Regions from separate parts of the Anas platyrhynchos genome. Here region 1 is linked to region 2. Evidence: chromatin contacts called from public Hi-C data. All regions are on one chromosome and are shown on one strand. The core of a region is the stretch at or near the end of the contact, and the rest is flanking DNA. Distances in the headings are between cores, read along the strand shown.

Region 1 (5,890 bases), core at 436-2,935, 120 kb after region 2:
AAAATTTTAAAACAGACCTTCCTGATGTATACAGAACGGTCACGGGCTTGTAGTCAAAATGAATTAAGGGCTTAATTTCTTAAAGCTGCTGAAAGGAAAGTGATGGTAGGGGGCACATCCAGAAGTGAATGGATTTGAGCAAACATCTAGGACGTACGTGGCTTGGGTCAAAAGTCCCTGAGGAAGGTTTAACTGGATTACATTTTCTCTGAGAAAGTCTCTAATCAGAAAGCCTGGAAGTCAGCAGTCTTGCATGGATGCAGAAACGGTATGTAGACATATTTAGGGTGGTGTACATCAGGACTGTGAGCTGCAGTTCAGGCTCCGCTGAGCCTGTAGCTGTTGGGAGTCCCAGCCTTGCACAGATGCAGTCAGGTTGCTGGCAGCCTCTTGGCTTTTTTGCTCTTTTTAGCTCTTGAGCTCATTGGTCTTCCTTCTCAATCTCTTGTGCTCTCTCTCTTGTTTTTCTTAGGTTATTTCTGTATCTGCTTGTCCACAGGAAGAAGACGCGATCTTAACTTTCTAGTGTGGCACTGTCTGGGTACCTGGGTTCAGATACCCAGACTCTTTATTATATCTGTTTGTGAAAACCTTTCTGGGTCACTTCAACATATTTTATTTATTTATTGGGTTCTTGAGCAAAAAGAAATAAAAAAAGCTATTTGCACAGCCACAGTCAGAAGTATTAAGCAGTACTGTAAAAGACAGAGGAGCAGTTGTACTTTTCCAGTTCCTTTATTATTTCAGCAATACTTATGTATAAATCAGTTTCATTATTTTTGTTGACAGCTTATGCTCTTTCCGCAGCTCTGCGGGAGGCTGAGTATCAGTTCAGCTGTAATGGGAGGCAGCAGATGAGATTAAGCACTTGGAAGTGAAGAGAGTTATGAGCCTAAGCATGTTTGCTGGTGTGAGATGAGATGATGTGAGATGAGAGCTGGATGGCTGAGTGTGATGGTGTGCATTCGGCTAGACCTCAGCACTGGGTATGAAAAGAGCTTAACATGTGAAACAAGCTGAGTAACCCAACTTGCTGTGTGGTTTCTTGTCATTGGGAAGAGAAGGAACAGAGAGAGGCAGGCTATAGGGGACCAGTCACACCGACTAAACCCCTTGCTCTCTGTCCCAGCTCTCCTTCTGACACTCACTGCGAGACAGAGGGGTTGCTGGAGCTTGTCTAGTGGCACAATTGTGCTGTTAAGTAAGTGTATGTTGAACAGGTTAGCCAGCTTTAGCCAAATTGCTTGGTTTCTTTAGAGTTTTCATTTATTTATTTATTTATTTATTTATTTTTCTTCCCTGATGACACTAACTGCCTCTACCTTGACACTTGGAACTTAATCTTTCAGAGATTTCAGACAAATCCCAAGGAGGAATGGATATTGTTTAGTAGATACAGAAGCTACATGGGATGTGTTAGCAAGGAAAAAAGAGGCACACAAATAACTGTTTCACACAGAAGTCCTATCTCTTTAGGAAGCCAATATCAAAAATACACTACTGTTGAAGATGTTCTTGTTTTAAAAGTAGTCAGTGTTAGGAAACACCAATGAGCAACATACACACCTTTTCAGGGGTGTTGTTTAAACTTGGTAGGTATGGTGTTGGTGAGCGTGCTTTAGATTTCTTTGGATTTATTTTAATTTTTTAGACTAATCAAGGCAATATCATTGCCTTGATACTCAAGGCAATATCATTATCATTGCCTTGATAATCAAGGCAATATCATTGCCTTGATACTGCAAAGCATACTAGAACTGAGTTTCTTGGTTTGGAATTTAATGTAGTTTTAATGTGGCAAATTGCCACAGTTCTCCAGAAGGCATACTCGTTAACTTCCACTTGTGGTTTGAATGCTGCTGTACATTAAATACACTTACAGCCCATGTATCAGTCGTGAGTAAAGCAGGAATGTCAGCATGTTACTACTCTGTGTTACCAAATGAGATGTATTTTTAACTAAAGAAGACTGTTTATAGGGATTAAGCCTGTTAGGTATACTGAGAAGAGGTAGGCATCTTGGGATTTATTTATTTATTGTTGAATAAATGTATTAAAAAGTAACTGCACTAAATGTTATTTTCTTTGATTCCTGTATTTGTTTTTCTTTTCTTTGTCAGCTCAAATAAAAAAAGATGTTACAATGAAAAAGCTCATTTCTGTGTAGATTATCTCAATTTGTTGAAGTTATTAAATATAATTGAAGTTGATGCTTATTTCTAATGTATCTAATATTATCATATTACAGAGGCGAATGCCCCAAACTTTCCGTGATCCAGCTACTGCTCCTTTGAGGAAACTCTCCGTAGATTTGATTAAAACATACAAGCATATTAATGAGGTAATGGCTCCAGCTATCTTTGTTTTGTGTATTGATATGAATTTGTTGTTTGAATTATGTTATTAAGTACATTTTCTGTGAATTGTACTGCATCTTCTGCTGCCATTGTTTTGGATTCTTTCTTGCAGAGTGAACTGCTCATTTGACCGTAAATTAAAGAAATTGTACATTATTTTATTAGAGCTTAAAATGACTGCAAAGTACAGAAGTATTTCTATACCTGTTACATTGTGTCCCCAAAAAAAGTTTGTTTCTGTTACATGTAGGACAGTAAAGGAGAGAGAGAATCTAGCCTATTGCCCCCACTCCCTTGTTGCTCCCCCCTCCATCTTGAGTAATATCATTTTTGAAGTTGTTTATTTGAAGGATCCACAATACAAATCACTAACATTTTTGAAATAGAGCTGGCTTGATATAGCTCTGTATTTTCAAAGGTAACTGAGTAAGCAATATACTTTTCATGTTTAGGTTTACTATGCAAAAAAAAAACGGCGGCATCAACAGGGCCAAGGAGATGATTCCAGTCACAAAAAGGAGCGAAAAGTTTACAACGATGGCTATGATGATGATAACTATGACTATATTGTAAAAAATGGGGAGAAGTGGATGGATCGTTATGAAATTGACTCCTTAATAGGCAAAGGATCCTTTGGACAGGTAATGTATATCAGCTGTGCAATCTGTAATTTGTGTGAATGGTAATATGCATATAATTTAAAGTGCCATTCTTATTTCATTTTGAAATTCAGCTGTCTTTTTCTTAATTCTACTATGCTGAAGTGCCTGCTCAAGGCATTTGTATTTTGTGCTGTTTCTTGTTACCACATATAATGTTTGAATATACTTCAGTATATTTAAACTGTTAATGTGCTTTGCAAATGAGCAAATCTTCAGCCTTTTGTCATCATTTCACATTTTTAGCTATTTGTTTTGGGTTTTTGTTTTAAAACAATGGTCTAATGCTAGGGATAACCTATTCTTTGCAGTAAGGTTTGTTTTTACTATTGGTATTTTTTTTCATGTTCTGCAAGTCATTTTACAATATTGTTTTTGTTGATTTACTGCTTGCATTTGGGTACAATACTTGCCTTAGGTCCAGCTCAGTGAAGCCTTTGCTCTGTTTTGCAACGTCACTACAATAAACTCCATGTTATCAGTTGTGGCTTTATTGTAGCATCTAGGAAGAAAATTAACTGGAAAGAACAAAAGTTGTAAAAAAATTCTGTAAATTCTGGTATGTTTAAAAAGGGTTTTGCAGAATTTTGGAAACTGAAGCAGAGAGATGACTTACATGTTTGTCTTTTTTCTTTCAGGTTGTAAAGGCTTATGATCGAGTGGAACAGGAGTGGGTGGCTATAAAAATAATAAAAAATAAGAAAGCTTTCCTAAACCAAGCCCAGATTGAAGTGCGACTGCTTGAGCTTATGAACAAACATGACACTGAGATGAAGTACTATATAGGTATTCAGATATTTTTCTTATTTTTTATTTAATCAAATTATTAGTATTTTAGGTTTTGATATATAGTGTAGGGTGCTGCAACTAATGTTTTTGGTGCTAACAAAATGAAATAATACAACTTTTAATAGTAGTTTTCAGTGTAAATTACCTTGCATAAACAACAGATTGCTTTGCAGCAGGACTAGATTTAGAAGAAAAACGTGTAAAAAGTTTTGGGATAACAGATAATATGAAATAAGTAGTTTTATGGCTAGCTTGTTCATTATTTTTTGATTGTGCTTATTTAAAAAGCTCAACATTTCATGTTACAAAACTGAGATAAAACTTCTGTAATAGTTAAGACTTGCCTGTTTAGATCTCAGAAAATATTTCTAAAGCTTATAATTCTGACTGTTCCTGTAGACTGTCATGCTATTCCATGAGGTTATTATCATAATGCTAATTGAACTTTGTAGTCACGATGAAGTAAGTTGGTCAGCTCAGATAAAAAGTTTTTTAAATCCTGTCTGTTCTCTGAAGTGGAGTATTGGGCAAAAATGTGATGGAAGGACAGCATGTTGTAAAGAGAGATAGAAAACTGTGAAAGATAATAATTTAAGAAATGAAATTGATTTTAAACATTTTTATCTTAGTTTGCAGGAGTTGAAATACTAACAACTGTACTCTTCAGGTTTGCATGTATATGTTGGATCACTAATTTTTCTTTCTGCAATTTGTAAAGAAACCCTTAAAATAATGTTAGTACACATGGCTGTTAAATTATCTGATGACTATTCAGTTACATTTTAACTTTTTAATGGAGTATTATCTTTATAAAACATTTTATGTATACAGTTTAAAAGTTTTTAATGTACTTTTAACTCTATAAGGAACATGCCTATATAAAACAGAAACTAAACTTTGCACCCTACTATATCAAAAAGATATTTCAGGAATGTTAAAGACAGAAGCAGTTTCAGATTAATATGGGGCAAATAAGAAGACTATAGCCATTGCTGAATAAACAAACTCTTGAAGTTTTAGATTTTTAGAAAGTGTATAGCACCACATAAAATGAGATTTGACTAAAACTGTGTATCTAACTGTGTGACTTAACAAGAGATGGTTTAACATAAAGCACAGTATTTAAGCAAAAAAAGAAAGAAAAAAGATAATTTCAAGCAATAGAGAAATGAAATACTGTTATTGTTTAGCAGACACAACTAACTATAATAGTTATATGCTTGTATCCAGTTGATTTCTGAATCTATTAAGATACATTTCAGTAGTTCCCCTTTTCTTTTTATCACAGTATTTAACAAACACTGGCAGTGTTAGTAAAGGTCAAAAAAAAAAGGCAAAGAGATCATGTTTTGAATGAATACTATATATTGCATGAGCTGCCTAAACTGACATCTATAGGTGCTTCACTTTACCGTTGCATAGACTTGCAGGTGCATGGTGCTGAGAGTGGTTGAATAATGCTGAAAGCATTGCAAGTATTACAACACAGTGTGTGGTGTAAAATGAAGACTTCAAGATCGGTGTGGTTAAGTTAGGAGACTAGACTGCAGGATACAGATTTTTAATGACATAAAGTGTAACTGCTTATACTTCTGCCAGGTCTTCTCTAGTAGCTTCTAGAGGAGTGTAAGAATACATTACGGTATTCAAGTTTCAAGGTAGCAGAGCGGAAGATAAATGTTCAAATGTGATGGCTTCACTGCAGGAAAGGTTTGGGAAGTTCAGCTCTTACCCAGACTATTTGAGCTGTGTGACACTGCAGGTGGTACTGGTAGAGCTGGCCAAGTAGCTTGCTGGTAGTTGAAAATTAGTCAGAGTACGTAGTGTTTCTTGCCAAGTTGGCAGGTTCAGCAAGGTGCTGTGGGGAGGAAGGGGTGTATGGTGCAGGAGGACCACAAGGACATGAAAAGGTGCTGGTGCTTTTGTGGTGGTAGGGTATTGGAAAATGAGAAAATGCAAAAGGTCTAGACAATGGAAATAGACAGGAATTGGCATCAGGATGGAAGCAAATGATACTATTACAGGTTAGTTGTGAGGGACACGTGAATAACTGGATAATAATAATGAGGAAAATAAAACTCACTG
Region 2 (5,787 bases), core at 368-2,867:
TGCTGGAAAGGACAGCAGAACTCATTCTCGTCCAGTATTTAACGCGTGGCTGGAAGCCACGAGATGCAGGTACTGCCACAGCACCTACACTATCAAGTTAGTATACTCCAAAATCCAGCACTTCTCCTGGTTGCTGCCTGAATGCATGCAGCTGATGTAGTTCAGAGGCCAGAATCACACAAAGCTGGTAGGTTTTTTTGCTAAGGGGTTAAAACTACCATATCTACTTTTCTCAAAGGATGGTTATGCCTATGAACAATTCCTGTAAAAAGTGCGTGTGGAGTCCTTCAGAGCTGATTCTACACTGAAAATAAATTCTAATATCAAACAAATTGGTGAGCTGAATGACAGACTACAACTTGGAACAACCAATCCACTACCTTTTCATAGTATAAACAATAACAACTTAAATGCAGGATTCAAATCAGGATTTTTGTAATCATTTTGAATACGGTTCATACAATTTCAACTCCTTTTTTCCACATAAATCTACAACTCATAATTCAGATTGTTTAAATAATGACTTCTTACAACAGTTTGAAGCAAGAAGTTTATTCTTGTCATTCCTTCTGTTTGTACATCACTTATTTGGAATAATATGACTCAATTTTTTAATGTGAAAATGTCTTAAATATCCCTCATAGTTGAGCTGATCTGTCTAAACTGGAATTAAACATTTTTTATTTTTGATGAAGCAATAGAGTGCATTTGTATTCTGTGTGTGAATTGTGGTTTACGAGCAGTGTGAGGTATGCAATACAAACAGCTCAAAGAATAGTTACCTTACTGCTTCAAAAGTTGGAACCTGCCAGAATAAGTACCCCTTTTCATTGTAAAAAATTGTTTCAGATGGCCAGAAGACCAGGGCTAGATAGTGTACACTGGTAGCGTAAACACTGAAAATACAGTGAGTATGACTGTTTGGGTACAAGCAGTATTAAGCTGATTATTTGAGATTAGGTAAGTCTAATGGATCATTTGTTTCCCCAAGTGGAGTATGTATACTACAGAGGAAGTTTTAAACTATCTCGAGATACGTCAGTATGCTAATTGGAACTTGGATCAGAAATAAAATTGCTGCTGCAGCTCACGTGGTGTTCTTTTATTTTAATGTTTTTGCTAGGTATGAGTTACTGATGAGTAAACTACTATTTGCTATAGGGCTAAGGCACTGTATAGCCAAAGAATTTGGTACTGTGCTGCTCAGCACTACACCACTTGCATCCTTTTCAGCTTCCATTATTTTCCTAGTGTGGGGGGGAAATATATTCATTAGACTTCTTCAGTTGTTCACAGAAGCAGCCCAGGTCCTTGCCCCTTAGGCCACTTTTCCAGGGCAGAGGGATCCTTGACCTGCTAAGCAGTGGCAAAGCAGTCCCACAAGCCATGGTCGACTATTTGGTGTTTTCCAAACAGAATATAACTTAAAATGGGTAAGTTGGCTGTGAAAACGGGTAAGGCAACACTTAGTGTTAATGCAGAGTTAATGAATTGATATTTGTGTATGTTCACACTTGTTATCAGCCAGTCTTATTTTTTCCCTATACTCACAGCACCGATAAGAGCCCAGGTTGCTAAGCAAGCGGGGTGATTTTTAATCTGTGCTCCTTTTTCTCTTCCCTGACTCGCAGAAACCACAAGAATTTTTACTGATAGGCAGAAGGGGTTTATTCACATCTTTAATAAGGAGGCCTTAGAGCAGACAAAAAAAAAAGAAACACGATCTATCTCTAAGACGTTTAAGACTAAGTTTTTATGGAGATGAGAAGTCTCAGACTCTTTAATGGTAAGTATGTGTAGATAAGCCTACTTCATTTCCAGACTAGGACAAGGTACAGCCTTGCTCTGCCTAGGATTCCCAACTTAAGGATATACACTGTGTGCTAAATGATTATTGCTGCAGTGTCAGGATGCTGTTGACCTTTTTCTTTATACATGAAAGGTCTGTGAAATGCTCCATAATTACGTTAGAAGTAATCTGGACTCCTCTCACGCATTGATACCAATTTCTAATCCGCAATGACCACTTCTAGGCAGCTTAGCACAGATACTGTAACATTAATCCTTGGCTTCCTGTCAAAGCTGCTTCTGGAAGACCAAGAGCGTTTCAGGGAGCAATTGGAGCACTCACTCCAGACCAGGATTTTTCAGCTGTCCGTGCTGGATTTCTGACCCACCAGGCCCCTGGGATCATCATGGTGCAGGCAGAGAGGCGATTGAGTAGGGTGTAGGTAAGAGATCTGCTGCTGCAGATGCTATGGCCAGAGGCAGGATCAAACACCAGTGCATTTTCAAGTAACCTCTGTGTGAAGTGCTACTGCTGCCTCAGCTGTGAGCAGCAGGTGGCACTCCTTTAACATCGTGCAGACTAGAAGCAGGAACTTGTTTTCCAGTAATCATCCTGTGCTGGTTCTTGATCTTGCACAAGTGTTTATTTCCAGTAAATGGGGGGTGGGGCACAGTAGTCAGGGAGGTTGTTGGTTTTTTTTTTTTTTTTTTTTTTTTTTTTTTTTTAATATACATTAGACTGTTGTAAGACATTAAAGTAACACCTTAATTGTTTTCCTGAAGTATAGCTGATACCAAATCGTGGCCTAAGCCAGAATTACATTTTCATGCTTGGCAATGCTGCTAGATAAAGCTATAGGAAGTTGTTTTGGGCAGTTTTCTTAATTCTTTTTAGGTTGTCATCTTGACACTCAAACTTGATGTAATTCTATATATTCAGCCTACCTCTGTTCCACACAAAAAAATTATGAAAAAATCACAGAAGAACATTGTGGCTGTTCTGTTGACTTTAACGAACACCAAAATCCACAACCTGTTCTTGGGAAGGTTAATTCTTGCTGAAATGGTTTTCCCATCTAGTGCCGGCCTTGACAGTTTACATGTACCTTTAAGATGTAGTATTAGAAATGTTGTAATGTCTTTCTCAATGTGAAACTGTATCTTACCTTCACAAATGCCTTTCCTGGTGTTTACAGTTCTATGTTGATCAGGTGACAATATTAACCTACCTATTTAAAGACTGAATCGCCTGTCTCCCTTGGAACGGTAACTTACATCATGAGGAATCATATCCTAAAGGCACAAGGTCCACAGCACAGAAGTTTATGGAGTTTTTCCCTTACTTGGTACAGTCTGCCCTCTGAATGGGATGGGTCTGCAACAACACAGTGATGCTGTTTGTCATCTAAGTCATTCCTTTTTCACCTCATTCCTTTTTTAAAGCTGAAACATCTTTAAGTCTAATAAGAGGAAAGATGGTAAAATGCCAAGAATAAGCATGTTCTTAAGCTAAAACCTATGACTGATCTTTCTTGGTGCTATATTTTACATATATAGCAAAGGTGAAATAAGACCACGTTTTTCTAATCCAGCGAAGATCCGGTGCAGTGGAGGTAGAAGTCAGCTGCAAAGCACTAACTTCTATTGTAAGCATTCCTGCAATACAAACTCATGCCCAGTTTGACCAAAATACATTTGGTGTTACTTCATATTATTCATTTCATATCTCTTATTTCAGTCATCTTGCAGTATTCATCCCATGACACTACTATGCGTTGTTGTAGTACAATTTATTGTAATTTCAAAGATATATATTATTCAGTATTATATCACCCTACCCTACCCTTCCCCACCATCTCTATACATTATATGGAACAGGCCTAAGTTTAAGAGGCTGTTAAAAGACTTTAGAACAAGTGTTGCATTATGAAATAAGCAGTGAAATTTATTACAGATTTCTGCAAGTTGTAGAAATATCCAAAAATCATTCTTACATAGTTTCGCAGGCAAAAATGGGGTAAGAGGTGGCTGTTGAAGTCAGAAAGATACTTGACGAGGCCCTTTAGATAGATTCATCCACACAGTCTGTTGGAAAATGAGCACAGTCTTTAGGAAGAGCAATAGACTGAAAGCCCAAGAACTATCTTCAAGGAGTTTTCAGTTAAAAAAAAAAAAAAAAAAAAAAGATAAAGTATTACTTGGTCTCTGAATAATTTCATCCTTTTTCAATAAATCCTTAAGTGAATCTTCCTCTGGCTATTTACATCCTGCAGAGCTTCAGAGGGAAGTTCTCTGTGATAAGATGATCATCGTGCAGAAGGACAACAATGTTCACTTCAAACTCTGAGGGAAGGGGAAAAAAACAGAGTTCCATTTAGTAATCCCATAACCTGCACCGTCACAGTAGGGTCAGGGCAGACAGTTCCTGCTCTCAGATGATCACTTCACTGGACTCCCCTGAGCTATTTCAATACTCTACATTTTTCTGTGGCTAAGTAATACAGGAAGGCAGGGCTGAACCAGGTGCTCCAGACAGAACATAGTCACCAGCACCTGAGACCTTGGGTCATTCCCCGAGAGCCCTGGCTGGTTCTAATCTTTGGGATTCCTCCAGATTCAGTCTCATGTCACTGAGAAAATCTGCCTGATGACCAGGAGGCTGCATGTCAAAGTTCAGACATCTGCTAAAATGGACTAAAGTGGAGGAGGAAGAGGTAGGGAAGACTCCTGTCCATGCTGCCCACATGTAACAGAAGGTTCTAAGGCATTACAGAAAATGAAATTAAACACCGGAAGACAACATACCTGCAACCTATGAAAACAATTCTCAAAAATTCTCTGTCTTTAAATATTATATCGCGTTGTTCAGAAACAAAATTGGTATCGGATCTATAAAGAATTCTAAGTGGAGACAGAATTCAAAGACTGTTAATGAGTGATGGAAACCAAAGATAAAAGAGTTATTTCTGGTTTAGTTCTATTTATGAAAAGTTTTAATACAGATATGAAGATGCTCAAGAAATAGGGACTACACTAACAGTAGCCATTTGTCACTGTACGTTACTATTTAATTGCTAAAGATAGCAAAAGTAGAGTACAGTATTATTTTGTGAATAATCACCATACATAAGTGCAAAAATGCTCTTGGGGGAACAGATAATCAGGTAGCCAAAACTGAAAAATTACCTGTGCACATTTGTGCAGGATGTACAGCAGAAAATAAAGAGGAGCTTCAGCTGGGAAGGATCCTCAAGGTAGGGACTTACACTGTAGGGACAGCTACTTCTATAGCAGCAACTTCAATCTGATGCAATGCAATACAAAAAGGAGAACCAACACACTCCAAGAAGATGAAGAGCAGCAGAACAGGTGGGCAAGGAGAATTTCTGAAGTACTTGCTTGAACAAATGAGAAGAATCTTAATGAAAAAGGTTGGATTTAGGATAGATAAGCAGGAAGAAGTGGCCTGTGTAGGTCAAGAAAGCCAAGTCTGCCTCAGTTTCTATTTGAGTCTGTGCATTAGGAGAATGGGAAACAAACAGAAAGAGAGGCCATGGAAAGAGGGATTGTCACTGGTGATGAAAAGAAGGAAATGATTATCTTTGCATTTTACTCTTCTTATTCAACATTTGATTAACACCTGACTTTTTGGCAGAAAAAAATTACTTACTGCTACTATGTTTCTTCTGACCCTATAACATGTAATTCTGTTAGTCAGAACTAGCATAATAGTTTCAGAACTGATTTTAATTGGAAGTATTTGGTCTCCAATTTCTCAATCTATATGAAACACAGCAAAAGAGATGTCCTTGGTTTTCTTCCACAGCGTTTTGTCCATGGTGCAAGTTTCACATGCCAGAAGCTAAAGTGACACTAAAAACATTTCTAATGGAAGATGTAAATACAGCACAAAATCCTACCCACTTACCAACTTTGAAGTTTGTTGTTTCCAGCGTGGGGCAGGTGAACAACCTGGGGAACACCATGTATATAGGAATG

The links. Hi-C and Micro-C count contacts between places; a contact is called where the count stands out from the background.
Region 1: a contact with region 2 is called in a Hi-C map of subcutaneous adipose tissue, with 2.2 times the contacts expected there. The contact joins two enhancer-like sites. A contact is called at or near these places in 5 of 8 Hi-C or Micro-C datasets (F1 follicle, liver, skeletal muscle and 1 more).

What each region holds. Positions count from the first base shown.
Region 1 is chr1:112,659,241-112,665,130 of IASCAAS_PekinDuck_T2T, forward strand. It overlaps DYRK1A (dual specificity tyrosine phosphorylation regulated kinase 1A), which reads left to right. Exons shown (of 12, transcript XM_027449121.3): 4 at 2,249-2,341; 5 at 2,810-2,998; 6 at 3,655-3,802. Among named protein-coding and RNA genes, the nearest start is that of DYRK1A, 76 kb to the left of the region's middle. Within about 2 kb of position 1,686, at least 2 of the 8 cell types and tissues checked have an H3K27ac peak or open chromatin away from gene starts, as enhancers often do. A contact at or near this core is called in F1 follicle and subcutaneous adipose tissue, where this site is marked.
Region 2 is chr1:112,540,529-112,546,315 of IASCAAS_PekinDuck_T2T, forward strand. TTC3 (tetratricopeptide repeat domain 3) reads left to right here. Exons shown (of 46, transcript XM_027449124.3): 46 at 1-694. It overlaps VPS26C (VPS26 endosomal protein sorting factor C), which reads right to left. Exons shown (of 9, transcript XR_005260662.2): 7 at 5,717-5,787; 8 at 3,987-4,131; 9 at 3,708-3,873. Among named protein-coding and RNA genes, the nearest start is that of VPS26C, 23 kb to the right of the region's middle. Within about 2 kb of position 1,618, at least 5 of the 8 cell types and tissues checked have an H3K27ac peak or open chromatin away from gene starts, as enhancers often do. A contact at or near this core is called in F1 follicle and subcutaneous adipose tissue, where this site is marked.